Regions from separate parts of the Gossypium arboreum genome. Here regions 2 and 3 are each linked to region 1. Evidence: chromatin contacts called from public Hi-C data. All regions are on one chromosome and are shown on one strand. The core of a region is the stretch at or near the end of the contact, and the rest is flanking DNA. Distances in the headings are between cores, read along the strand shown. Region 1 holds the start of LOC108460553 (anaphase-promoting complex subunit 7). Region 2 holds the start of LOC108450020 (serine/threonine-protein kinase PBL27). Region 3 holds the start of LOC108488546 (probable serine/threonine-protein kinase PBL2).

Region 1 (4,238 bases), core at 627-3,126:
ACCATATAAAGAAATGTATTTATGATGTTCTATGATTCTAATTGATGATTTGTAAATTAAACCATGGCTTGAAATTTCATCAAGCTTAACTTTTGTGTTGAATGTTGTTTAAAATGTCATTTGAATGTGTTTGAATTTATTTAGAACTTGTTGATATTATTTGGTAGTGTTTGAAGATGATTTATAGCATTTTAGAACTAATTTTTGGTGCCAAGAGTCCAAGTTCTAGAACTTATGCTTCAAGTATTAAAACTTTTGAAGTCAGTAGCTAAATAACTATAATAAAAGGGCTAAGTAACAATAGATTGCCCCTACGTATCGGTACATAGTGGTTATTTATCGATACATAGCCCCTCATTAAATACCACTATACTTTTTCTAATGTCTTGAGCCCATCGAAGCTCTAAATTAACTCCGGACACCTTTAATCACCCACAAAATGGTTTTAAGATTATTTTAAAGGTTTTAAAAGGTTTTTAACTAAATTTTATGATTTTATTAAATTGTTTCAATTTGATTTTTTCAAATGATTTTAAGACTTTCGCTATGTTATGTGCTTCAGATCGATTTTTATGTGCATTTGATGGCCTAAAATGATTTTAGATCATATCTAAATATTCTAGATGTGGTAAACTTGTTTTATAGAACAATAATACGTGATGAAAAAGCTACTAGTATAAAGGTCCGATTTTGTACAAATTTGAAAGTGTTATCATAACATCTTCTATTAATACCGATTGTCGGAATGGGTAAAGGGTGTTAAACATTTTTTTTTATCATGTGTTAGAATATTAGGCTTTTTATTTTATATATTTGAAATTTTTAAATATTGTATAATTTTTAGATTTTTTAAAAAAATATTGTCATTAGTGACATGTGTCGCAATTGTAGAGTAACACATATCCAAACTTAACGACGTTACAAAAAAAAAAATACTAAAATGGTTGACGGAAAAAAGTTCAAGTACTAAGTTGGGACAAGAAAAACTATAAGTATCAAATTGGAAGAATATGTTAAATTCAGGGGGCAAATGGGTATTTAAGCCAAAATAATGTGAAAAAAACAGAAAGATTAAAATTCTATATAGTTATATGATTCATAAGCCTAAAAGGCTTCATCACCAAAATGCGTTTAGCTCATACACCCCTATCATATCGATATATATATATGTTTGTCATTCTTGGAGAAGACAAATGGGTAGGGACGGGGGTTAAAAGATTCTTTACCAGTTTTGCTGTGACAAAAGCTCCGAGGGATGTTTGCTACAATGGAGAGATTTTCATCTACACACCATTGAACATCAAGGTTTTGATGTCTGTAGCAACAATTCTAACTGTCGTGCTCACTGTTTGTGTGAGAGAGAACAAGGGAAGAGTTAAAAATAATATTTTTATTTTCATTTAATTAAATATAATTTTAGATAATATATTAAGTGTCACGTAACAGGACGAAACTAGAAAGTAAATTTAGAAGAGCCAGAGATTAATCATAAGTTTTAAGAATTAAATTATAATTTTATCATTTAATAACTTATAAGTTTATAAACTTTAAAGGAACTAAAAATATATTTATCATTTTGAGGTGAAGATCACTGTTTACCCGTGTATACATTCTACCAGACATTCTCTCTGCCACATAGTAAGATATTGTAGATTATTTTCATTTAACATTGTTAATTTTCGAATTAAAATTTATAACGGAATAATAATTTAAAATATTAAAGCAAGACAATAAAAATTAAAGACTGGAATATAAAATTCAGGGGCTAAATTGTAACATATGCCAAATATTTAGTCCAAATTTTATATGTTCAGGTGCAAAAGCGGGGTTTTACAAATTCAAAAGCCGGGGCGGGTTGTTTCGGGCAAAATTTCAATTAAAATTAAATACTGTAATTTACTTTTTGTCATTTGGAACAGAAAAACGAAAAAAAAAAAAAAAAGGAAAGAAAGGAAGAGAACTCCCTAAACAGAGCCTCACTGTTTTTGCAGCTCTCGAAAATGGACGTCCCAAAGGAGCAAATCACTGCTCTTCTCGACAATGCTCTCTTTAACTCCGCTCAGCTTCTTGTAATCTTTTCTTTTTCCATGTATTAATTTTTATGATTAAAATAAACCTAACTTAAATTTTCTCTAATTGATTAATATTTTTTTTTTGTTTGGTTCCTATAGGGTTCTTTCCTTGTTTCATCATCTACTGTTAATGCCGAAACTAGTCCACATCTCAAGGCTGAAAATCTGGTCACTATTTTATTCTATTTTTACTTTTTTTATTAAAAATGAGTTTTCAAATTTCTTTTTCATATATATTTTTTTTGTTTATTTCTGCAGGTTCTTCTTGGCGATGCTTTGTTTCGGGAGAGAGTATCGTAGAGCGATTGTAAGCTCTTTTTTTTAACAATTTTTTCATGTGATTTTCTGGAAAAAAAAAAGAACATAAATAGACACTTTTAGAATAATCAGAACAAAATCAGTTAATTGTATTTGTAGAATTGCTTAATTCATTCACCGTAGTTGAAAAGATTTGGTATGAAATATAAATGCGCTGCTAGTTTTCTAAAAAAATATTTTTGTTAAGTTTTTAATAGTTACATTTAATTCATCTTTATATCTATTTTATGTCTTATTTTTTTCCTTCTAAAATGGATTTTTGAGCTTTTTACATAGTTGTCTTGGGAAAAGTTAAGTGAATTTGTTATGAAAGTTTGGTAAAATTGGCATGCGGATTTGTATTTGAAAAGGATTTAGTTAGAAAGTGTGATTCATGCGCTGAAATACTTTGATATTCAGAGATCGGTAGACAAAGGAAAAATTGTTGTTTTAATCTTTTTGGCATTTTTTCCTGCATGCTTTCAGCATACGTACAAGCAAGCCTTGCAGTATTATAAGATTATTCCCAAGCAAAATTCTACATCTTCTAGAAGTGCATTGTCTGCCTCAAACAGGTCCTCTTCTCCAAATTCTTTTAACATTTGTGCTATAAATGAAAACGAGGTATTTTCTATTTTGAATTAACTTTGAGATCTTCACTTTTTCTTGCAAGCTGAAATGCTTATTGCAGTTCTGTTTGATTCTCCATTACAGGTGAAGTTCAAAATTGCTTCTTGTCATTTTGCTCTAAGTGAAAACAAAGTGGCCCTTGTTGAGGTTTTATTCGTTTCTAATTTACTTTGTTTCTCTGTTTGATTATTACTCTTGACTTGCTTTCTTGGAGAGTGTATTTTGGATGAATAAGTTTTCGTTTAATGAAGTTTGATTTAAAGTCTATTCTTTTTTCAGCTTCTTGTACTTCTTTTTCCACTTATTTTTGTGAAATTTTCATTTTTCATTACTTTGAGCTTGCAGATGGAGGGAATTCCTAGCAAAGCAAGAAATTTGCAGATGAGTTTATTGATGGCAAAGCTTTATCGAAATACTAAACATACCCGTGGTGCTGTTACTTGTTACAGGGAATGTTTAAGGTTTGTCAATCTGTCATTCCTATTTTCTTGATATTTTCTTCATGCTTTGTGGATGATATCTTTAATTGTTATTGCTTGTCTCTTTGTTTTTGCTGTTATTCATTAAAACTGGTGCTAACTTTCCGAAAGCATGTGTCTTTTGGATTATTCTTTGGCAGGCAATGTCCTTATGTCATTGAGGCTATCATAGCCTTGGCTGAATTAGGGGCCAGTGCCAAAGACATAATTTCGTTGTTCCCTCAGGTATGTGAATTTAAGTTTCATGCCCTGTCCCTATCTCTGGTCTGCTAAACAAGTATGTATGATGTGCTTTTTCTTTGCTGTTAGATCTCGTTGAATTCCCATAGGGCTTTTATTGTGAGGTATTTAAGGGTTCAAATTGGGCACTATGTTTATGGATTTGTCATCCTCATGCAGGCTGCCGATAGTCTTATTGATAAACTTGAAAGTTTTTCACGTGTAATATGTTGGCCAAGTTGCATGGATATAGTCATTTAGCCAATTATATTCATAAATAAAAGTTGATTTACATTTTTAGTGCAGTCTAATTTGTTATTTGACTTCGAGAGCTGCAATTTATAGTGCACTAAGCACCTTGAACAGGAGATTTTCCTTTTGTCTTAAATCTTTTTTATGCCCCTTTGGTTATAAGCTTCAATATGGTTACTGTAACTTTATATGTCTATATATATTTGTATGGTTTTTGTAACTATGTTTCTTTATTATCTAACATTTTTTATTTTCCAATTGAAATCTAGACACCAAATAGAGGTGGGAG
Region 2 (4,238 bases), core at 1,289-3,788, 320 kb after region 1:
TACTTTCTTTGATTAAATTGGTGTCAAGTCGATTCATGACATCAATACAATCACATAATTAAATAATAATATAGATGTAGATAATGTATGCAAAATTTTTATTTGACAATAATTTTAAAACCCTGTTCTTTTCTAAAAAATTAAAATAAACCTAATTTGTATAAATAAATAATAATTAATTGAGCCATCAAATAATAAACAATAATTTATTGTAAACTTATCATGTAAGCTTTTATCGATTATCATGGTTGTCATATGCCACGATAAGAGTGTGCAACGTGATAAAAGTTAATATATCCTCATTAAAATTACTAAAATGAATAAAAATATATATAATATATATAATAGCAAAAAGTTATAAAAATTGCTTAAAATATATATATATATGATTTAAAATAACATAAAATTATGTAAAATTACAAAAAAAATAGAAAATTATAAAACTATTTGAAAACTATAAAATATTATAAATATATAAAATAAATTTAAAAATATGAAACAAATTTATAAAACCCAAAACTTTTCCACATGAATGTTGTATCTAATACAAAATGTAATGTCATATATAGAATATTATCAATTGAAGGCTTATGTCTACTTATGTACAGCACGGACTTAGGAAATTCTTTTTGAGAGGATTAAAATTAAATTGTATATTTTATAATAATAAAAATATAATTTTATTATTTTAATAGTTTATATTTTATAATTTTAAATAATTAAATTAAATTTTTAGTATTTTTAATAAGTTAAATTATTTTATTATTATTAATTTAAAATTTTATAAATTATAAAATATTAGATAAAGATTTCTCCATGGAGGAGTCGAGCCGAGCCCGTGTAAGCACCCTAACTCAGCCACTGCTTATGTAAGTCTCATGTCTATAAAAGTTAACAAGCGATAAAAATTTGAAACTAGTTCATTTTCTCATCTCCGCTTATACTCTCAATATTATCAATATTGAAAATTTGACACCAAAATAAATAGCTCTCCAATTTATTTATCAACTTAGAGAATGTAAAGTAATCTAGTATATAATTTGAGTAGGAAAAACATAAATATGTATTACAATAATGGTTACTTGTACCAAAAAAAAATGTTTTTCATTGGTCAATTTTGTTCATCAATTGGGTCTTAGTTTATTTACGAGATGGTTAAAAATTCAATCTTTTCATAAAGTGAATTGTATTATTATGAGTGTATTTTTATCTTTTTATATTTTGGTTAAAATGTGTTATTAATCCTTATACTTCTATAGAATTTGAGATTTAGTCATGAATTTTAAAAGTTAAAAATTCTATCATTTTATTTTTAATTTAAAATTTTAGTCCGATCATTATTATTGTTGATAGCTTCTATAAGAATTTGTCAAACTAATATGTTTATTTTTCGTTGATCATATATCACGTCATATGAGGACAACCTAATTAATATGCCGAGTTGAAAAAGTTTTGAAAAAAATGCTAACAATGTTAATGATTGGACTAGGATTTTAAAATTATAAAAACATGAAGACTTAATTTTAACTTTTAAGTACATGTATTAAATCTCAAATGTTATCAAATCTGAGGGCTAACAATATGTTTAAACATTATATTTTATAAATCAATAAAAAATTTTACATAGAATAAGATTTGAATCAAAGAAACATGGAATTTAAATCTTCAACTTTACTATTTTAACCAAAACATGAATTCTTAAAATTATATTATAAAAAATAAATGTGGAATTTGATTAAAATGATAAAATTGAAGTGATGTTGAAGCTGGTTATTTTCATAGATTTAAAATCTTGATATTTCTTAGAAAAACGAATTTTTAGTAGTTATATTTTAAACGTAATTTGTTAAAATAAACTATGTTTTTTTAGATAAATAGTTATTTTGGAAGGTTATTTATTAGAATGGATAAAAAGGAAAACAAAAGGTCGTAGTTTCAGATAATAATAATAATAATAAGAGAGTAAAAATTAAAGGAGAAATTAGGTAACTTACACATCGTCTTTGTTGAAAGAGAGAAATAATGGATATAGTTTTATTTAAATGAAATTACTAACCTAATGTGGTGTGGCTTTTATATCTGATTAATTAAGTTAGTACTACCAGCTAATTTGAATCTAACTTGATTATATACATTATTTATATAATAAAATATTTAAATAAAACAATTAAAACTAAAATATTTAGAAATTGAACCAAAGCTAAAAAAAAAAATTTATTTATAATTTTTCACGTCAATTCAACCAATAATATTATTAATATAAATATAAATTAAGATTTTATATTAAAAAAATTGTAAAACCGGAATCCATTGAAAAGTAAAATAAATAGGATGATGACATCACCACCTAAATCCAACGACTCAAAATTCAAAAAAAGTTAAAACACAAAAATCAAGGTAATCATACTTAGATTCGCGATTTAGCCCATCCTTTTTCTTTCAATTTAAATAAAACAGGCGGACCCCCGATTTTTGATTTTTTAAACTGGTGTTGAGAATGTCCATCACAATTGTGGAAACCACATCCTCTACGGTGGGACCCTCCAACCGCTATGACTATTATTAAATTAAGTCTAATAATCATGATTATTTGAATGAGATAAGTTTTACTTTTACCCTTTTCAAACACTCACCAACGGTAAACCTCAAGTAAGTAAAAGTAATAATACGAGTCATGGCCGCTAATCTCTTAATTACTGCATAATTTATACTTCCCATTAAATTATTTTTTCTTTTCTTTCTCTTTACCTTCCTGATTTTCTTGCACACCATGATTCTTTTTCTTTCTTCCATTTGTTGATCTGCCACTTTGGTCTCGATCTTTGTCTTAAATGGGCACTTGAGATCATAAAGACAGGATTTGAAGTGGGAAAATAAGGATTTTTAAAGATTGTAACTTTAAGGGGAAATTTTTATTTGGTTAAGTGGAGTAAATTTTGAAGAATTATATTCAATCTTGGGTTTTTTTTTTTTTATTCTGGGTTTTGATTATGGGTGGGTGTTTTCCTTGTTTTGGATCATCGAACAAGGCAGGCAGTAATGGTGGGGGCAGTGTGAAAGAACTGAGCAAAAAGGATTCAACTAAAGACAGCTCAGTTGGACAGCCTCATCATGTTAACAGAGTTAATTCTGGTAAAATGTTTTTCTTTTTCTTACCCAAATTTCACTCTGTTTTATGCAGCAGCTGGAGAATGTTGAAATCTCTGTTTTTTATGAGTTTGTTTTCAAGTTTTCGATGACATTTAGCTGTTAGAATATGTTGGTGGTTTGATCTGATACATCAATGGTTGTTTTAGGGTGTTTGATCGATTTAGATGGTTTATCAATATATCTTTGAGTGTTTATATGAATTAATAGTTAGTTATTCTTTTGTTGGTAAAATAGTTTGAATTCTACTTAGATGAAGGGCTTCGTGACTGCCCAATATAGGTATGTATCTTGCACAAGTATGGTTAGAATTTACAAATTTTTTTCATATATTTGGAGGTCATATATTCATATCCATGTGTTGCAAAAGGGTACTCAAAGAAGAATGAAGAATCCAGGCTACATAGTTCGTAAGTCTGGTTTTAGGTTTAGGAATGCAGATTTTCTCATTTTCTTTAAAATTCTTGTTCATCCACAATCATTAAGCTAACATAGACTAAATGCTAGTAAATTCATTTTAACTGTCTCCTATATTCCTTTTAGAATGTAAAATGCAGTTTCTAAGTCATGAATTCACAACTGTTTACATTCATCTCGGACTTGGTATTCTATTGAAGAAGTATATTACACAATTCTAATGTTATAAAAGGTTCAATCTTTATTTCAAGGTGACTTAGTTTTCTTGCGGTTGAAAGTTTAAACTTGCATTGAGCTCTTATGTTCACTTTATGCCACAATTACTGGAATGCAGCTTTTTAACTTTTCTTTTTCCCTTTTAATTGTAATAGTTCTATTGTTTACTGTCATCCTTTCATTTTCTCCGATGTATCTGATTCACTTCTTTGAACAGACAAATCAAAATCTCGGAGTGTTTCTGATCCTAAGAAGGAACCTGCAGTACCTAAAGATGGACCAACAGCAAATATTGCAGCACAAACATTTACCTTCCGAGAGCTTGCTGCTGCCACGAAGAACTTTAGGCCAGAATGTCTATTAGGAGAAGGGGGGTTTGGACGTGTTTATAAGGGCCGCTTGGAGAGTACTGGACAGGTCTGTAAGAGATACTTCTAATAGATGTCAACGACACTGTG
Region 3 (4,238 bases), core at 438-2,937, 280 kb before region 1:
GTAATGTACTTGACATAGATATCTATCAGATATGAGCTATATAAGTTAGAAGAACTGGTTATACCCCTGCAATGAACTCCTCTCGAGGAGCCCCTGGATGTCTTTTGATAGCCACAACAATGCCATGAAGCCAACCTTTATAGACCGGACCGAAACTTCCAAATCCAATAAGATTACCATCTGAGAAATGCTTGGTAGCTTGGTCCAACTCTTCTAGTCTGAATTGCCTTGCTCCTTGAGGTTCAAATAAAGACTGGCTAGCTGATGAACTGGGCCCAGCTCCTTTATTCCACTCCACTGCAGTGTTGGAGCCATAGTTAGTAAAAATATCAAGCATTAAACACTATGGTTTCTGCAAGTTTGTTGCAGTGAACCCTTACTTAATGCAGAAGGATCTGAGGAGCCAGTCTCTGAACTTCTTTTTGAAAAGTTCTTACATGATTTGTAAAACCAAATGAATCCCATGATTACAATGACGAATACAAGAGCCCCCGCAGCTACAATAATTATCACTGCAATCTTTGACATCTTCCTTACTTATCATTGAATTTGTGATACTTAAGAACCATAAAATTATCAGTTGAATCTGTGATATTTAAGAACAATAGAATTGTGAAATTGAAGAGTTTCAAAATTAAGAATTCAACATTCATTACCTGCTGCAGGAACCAGAGACCAAGTGGTCCTTATGACTGAACTTCCTTTATTGATGTAGGCAATTGAGCAATGGCGATAGTACATTCGGTAGCGACAAGCATTCAGAAAGCAAATTGGATGATCTTAAGTAACAAAACTTGGGAAACTAATGTTTGGTGAGATTCAATGCTGCTGAAAATTGAATAAGAGATCATTAGACAACTCATTTGCTTTCAAAGTACCCACATTTGATTTCAATGTTAAGCAGCTCATCAAAGTGACAATGGAAAAGGCATGTCACTGAAGATCATCCTGTCCTTAACAACCCTTTCTTTTTTTTTTGCCTAAACCTTTTTGGTTTTGTGGGAGTGGAGGATGATCCACAAAAACAAATATAAAAATCTCGAAACCAGAAGTTATTGCCCTATAGACTTATTGCTGATGGGATTATTGTTGTTATATATTTGGCATTGATTCTCATAACACTCAAAACTCTGCAACTCAAACAAAAAGCTGAAACAAGAGGTTTAATCTATGGCAAGAACTTGCTGTCAACCAAAAGAGACGGTGGACATCAATGGACCCCAGAAGTAAAAATGTAAGCATATATGGGAACTGTTAATATGCAAACTGTAAATATTTTGATTTTACAGAGTGGATGTTTACAGATAAGAAAGTGACTTTATTAGACAGGTACTGGAAGACATAATTATTGAAGGGGGATGAAAAAAAAAGGTTAGTTATCACTTATATCATATCAGTGTATCAAATACAAGTCTCTTCAGTGATTTAACTATTTAAACCTTCTTTTTTGCCTCTTTTTTCTATCTGATCTGGAAAGGACAAGAGGGGGATACCTATTTTAGTAGAGAGAGATTGAAGAGTCTTCCATTGATGGGGTCATTGACAGCTGCACAAACAAGACATTGCCCCAGCGAAAAAGTATAACTGGCTCCTCAGTTTCCATGCCTGGATATTCTCTTTGATTTTTTTTTTCTTGAAATGCTGCATATTTATATTAACAGCTCTGCCAAAACCAGTTATGTTGATTATCTCCTTTTATACTTGCCTGCTTTTGTATGTATTTATTGCTTTTGCATATTGTTGAGCTGTGATCAATGGTGGGGATGCGTTTTGAGCTGTATATATATGTTTTTTTCTCTCTTATTTATTTATTTTGTTCTTTTTCATGTATTTGTTGTGTTTTGTATTGGGTTTGAAGGCCTATGGAGATTGGTTGAATGAAATTGTCTGTTTTCTGCAGGTTTTTGGTATGCTGAGTACAAATAGGCCAATGTCAGATAATAGACTGTGGACAAAGAGTTCTTTTTTGTTAGACATTGCTATAGATTTCTCACTACAAAGATATTGTTTCAATTTGTTGTCTCAGACATTGGCCTTTAGCAAGCTTTTTGATATAAGTGTATTGCCTTTATGCAATGGTTCTTATCCTATGTTACTCGGATTCTTAGTGTGAACGTCTTATCCGTTCCCAAAATGGTAACGTTCGTTCATCGTTGTCTGATATTTTTCTTACCATATGAGGGGGGACGTTACAAAAATGAAGGATCCGAGCAATATGGACCAATTTGGACCCGAATAGGTTCCTTTTAAAACTACTTCGTTAATCTGGACCCGTTATCAGGTTTTCCGTCTAAATGTCGGTTCTGGTTTAACAGAGGGAGAGATTTGCATGATGATTACATGTGAGCCATGGATTGGCAATAAGATCTGCTACAAGGGACCATTTTAGGTATGGTTCTTTAATATATAATTATATGATGAAACAAGTCAGTACCTGGTGATACAATTATATGAAACAAGTCAGTACCTGGTGATACAATTATACTTCTTGTGGTCCTTAAAATATCATGGTAAACAGTTTTAAGACTCAACTGTTCTTGGGTTGCTTTGATTCAGATTTATTTTCTTCTATAAAACAAGTCTCTGTCTGCAAATAAAAGAACAGATTGCATATGGGTAGAAGTACTGTGGAGATTACTGTACAAAGAATTGGATTATATTTTGTCATTTCTACTAAAAAATTGGCAAATTAATTCTTATACATTAGATTAAAGAATCTCTAAATCTATTGGATATCACTTTTTTTTTTTAATAATTTATTAATAACAATGCTCATACTAATTAAGTTAAGACTTAATCAGCGAATATCACATTTTAGAAGTGAATGTATGGAACAATTAAAATCTAAATATAAATTAAATAAAAATTTGTATTTGAACTCTTCAATCCTATAAATTCAAACTTTTTAGCTATGATAAAGAACACATATAATTTATCTCTTCATTTCTTTTTTTTTTTTTTTTTACAGATTGAACAAAATTTTCTCAATCCAAACAGCAAGAAAAGGAAACACCCAGTGAACAAGAAAATGACAAATGTAAAAGTAATCATGTCAGAAAAAAAGTTGTGGGGGAGTTTCAGAAATTTTCAGAAAAAAGTTAGTTAATTTGTAACCTTAAACATAAATCATTACAAACGAAAAACAAATCATGTTGGTATTAAAAAGCTTCATGTCTTATGTTTTGCAAGACTTCTTTCCCGTTCATAAATGGAAAAAAAGGAAGAAAAATATCTTCTGCTATTAAATTGAAAAGAAGAAAAAAAAACCCAACCAAAGTCGAAAATAGAAATTTGCTTCATGAATTGGGAATGGTAAATGCAACATTTTTGTCCATAATTGATCAATTATCTTAAAAAGGATAAATTGATAAAAATCAGTTCATTTTCAATAGATTTCTTATTATATAACATTAAAAATTAACAAACACAATTGTTAGTTTCTGGGCTAGTTACCGTTTGCCTTTATTTCCTACTCATCAACCATTTTTTTTTCTTCTTTTCATCCACTCAATGAGTTTTCTCTCTTTTCAGTTTGCAGATCTATTTTGTGAGTGTCTTTATTGTCTTTATAACTCGTGATGGACAGATATTGGTGCCTATCATCGTTGAAATACCACCGACCACCGATAGTTTCTTTTAAAAAGTGAGCAGCTCTTCGTTGTCTTCTTAATTTGTTTCTATTTTAAAAGTTTCAGAATAATAAATGATTTCATAACTTGATTTAGACTCGTATTGTTTTAAGTTTTATATATATTTTGTTTGTTTTTCCATTATTTAATGAGTTTACTTTTAGAAATTTTTATCTATTCTTGTAGTACACTTTTTAGTTTTGCTTATGCACATAGTCTTGCTTTTGTGAGTAATTTTAAGATTGGTTTTGTCGTTATCTCCTCTGGTTTGGTAGATGCTCGCCTATTGTTTTGGACTATCTGAGGCTGATTTTTTTATTGTATTAAGTGCTTGCAATCATTCCTAGTATGTTGTGCTTGAGTTGTGACAGAGCCAATTGTCAATGTACCATAATGTTCTATTGATGCTGAAGTTAAAGCTTTTGTTGTGTTAATAGAGCTTGCCCTTTAGCGCATACAATGAGTATTTGTTATTTCCCTCAATTGTATGGTCTCATTCCTTAATAAATTAATAAATTTTTCTTAAAAAAAAAAAAAGTTAACAAACACAATTTAATGGATAATAAAATATTGGATGAAAAAATATGTATTAAAATGAAATGTGAGATA

The links. Hi-C and Micro-C count contacts between places; a contact is called where the count stands out from the background.
Region 2: a Hi-C map of leaf shows a contact between it and region 1, with 7 times the contacts expected there. The contact joins the promoter of LOC108450020 here to the promoter of LOC108460553 in region 1. A contact is called at or near these places in 2 of 5 Hi-C or Micro-C datasets (both in leaf).
Region 3: a contact with region 1 is called in a Hi-C map of leaf, with 3 times the contacts expected there. The contact joins the promoter of LOC108488546 here to the promoter of LOC108460553 in region 1. A contact is called at or near these places in 2 of 5 Hi-C or Micro-C datasets (both in leaf).

Annotation. Positions count from the first base shown.
Region 1 is chr10:102,919,634-102,923,871 of ASM2569848v2, reverse strand. It overlaps LOC108460553 (anaphase-promoting complex subunit 7), which reads left to right and starts at 1,876. Exons shown (of 19, transcript XM_017760117.2): 1 at 1,876-2,069; 2 at 2,172-2,240; 3 at 2,331-2,356; 4 at 2,358-2,379; 5 at 2,856-2,993; 6 at 3,084-3,146; 7 at 3,345-3,460; 8 at 3,619-3,703; 9 at 4,219-4,238. The coding sequence starts at 2,001.
Region 2 is chr10:102,604,586-102,608,823 of ASM2569848v2, reverse strand. It overlaps LOC108450020 (serine/threonine-protein kinase PBL27), which reads left to right and starts at 2,538. Exons shown (of 6, transcript XM_053020213.1): 1 at 2,538-2,649; 2 at 3,030-3,132; 3 at 3,998-4,197.
Region 3 is chr10:103,200,934-103,205,171 of ASM2569848v2, reverse strand. LOC108488546 (probable serine/threonine-protein kinase PBL2) reads right to left here and starts at 1,687. Exons shown (of 8, transcript XM_053020622.1): 1 at 1,494-1,687; 2 at 381-828; 3 at 65-297. The coding sequence starts at 528.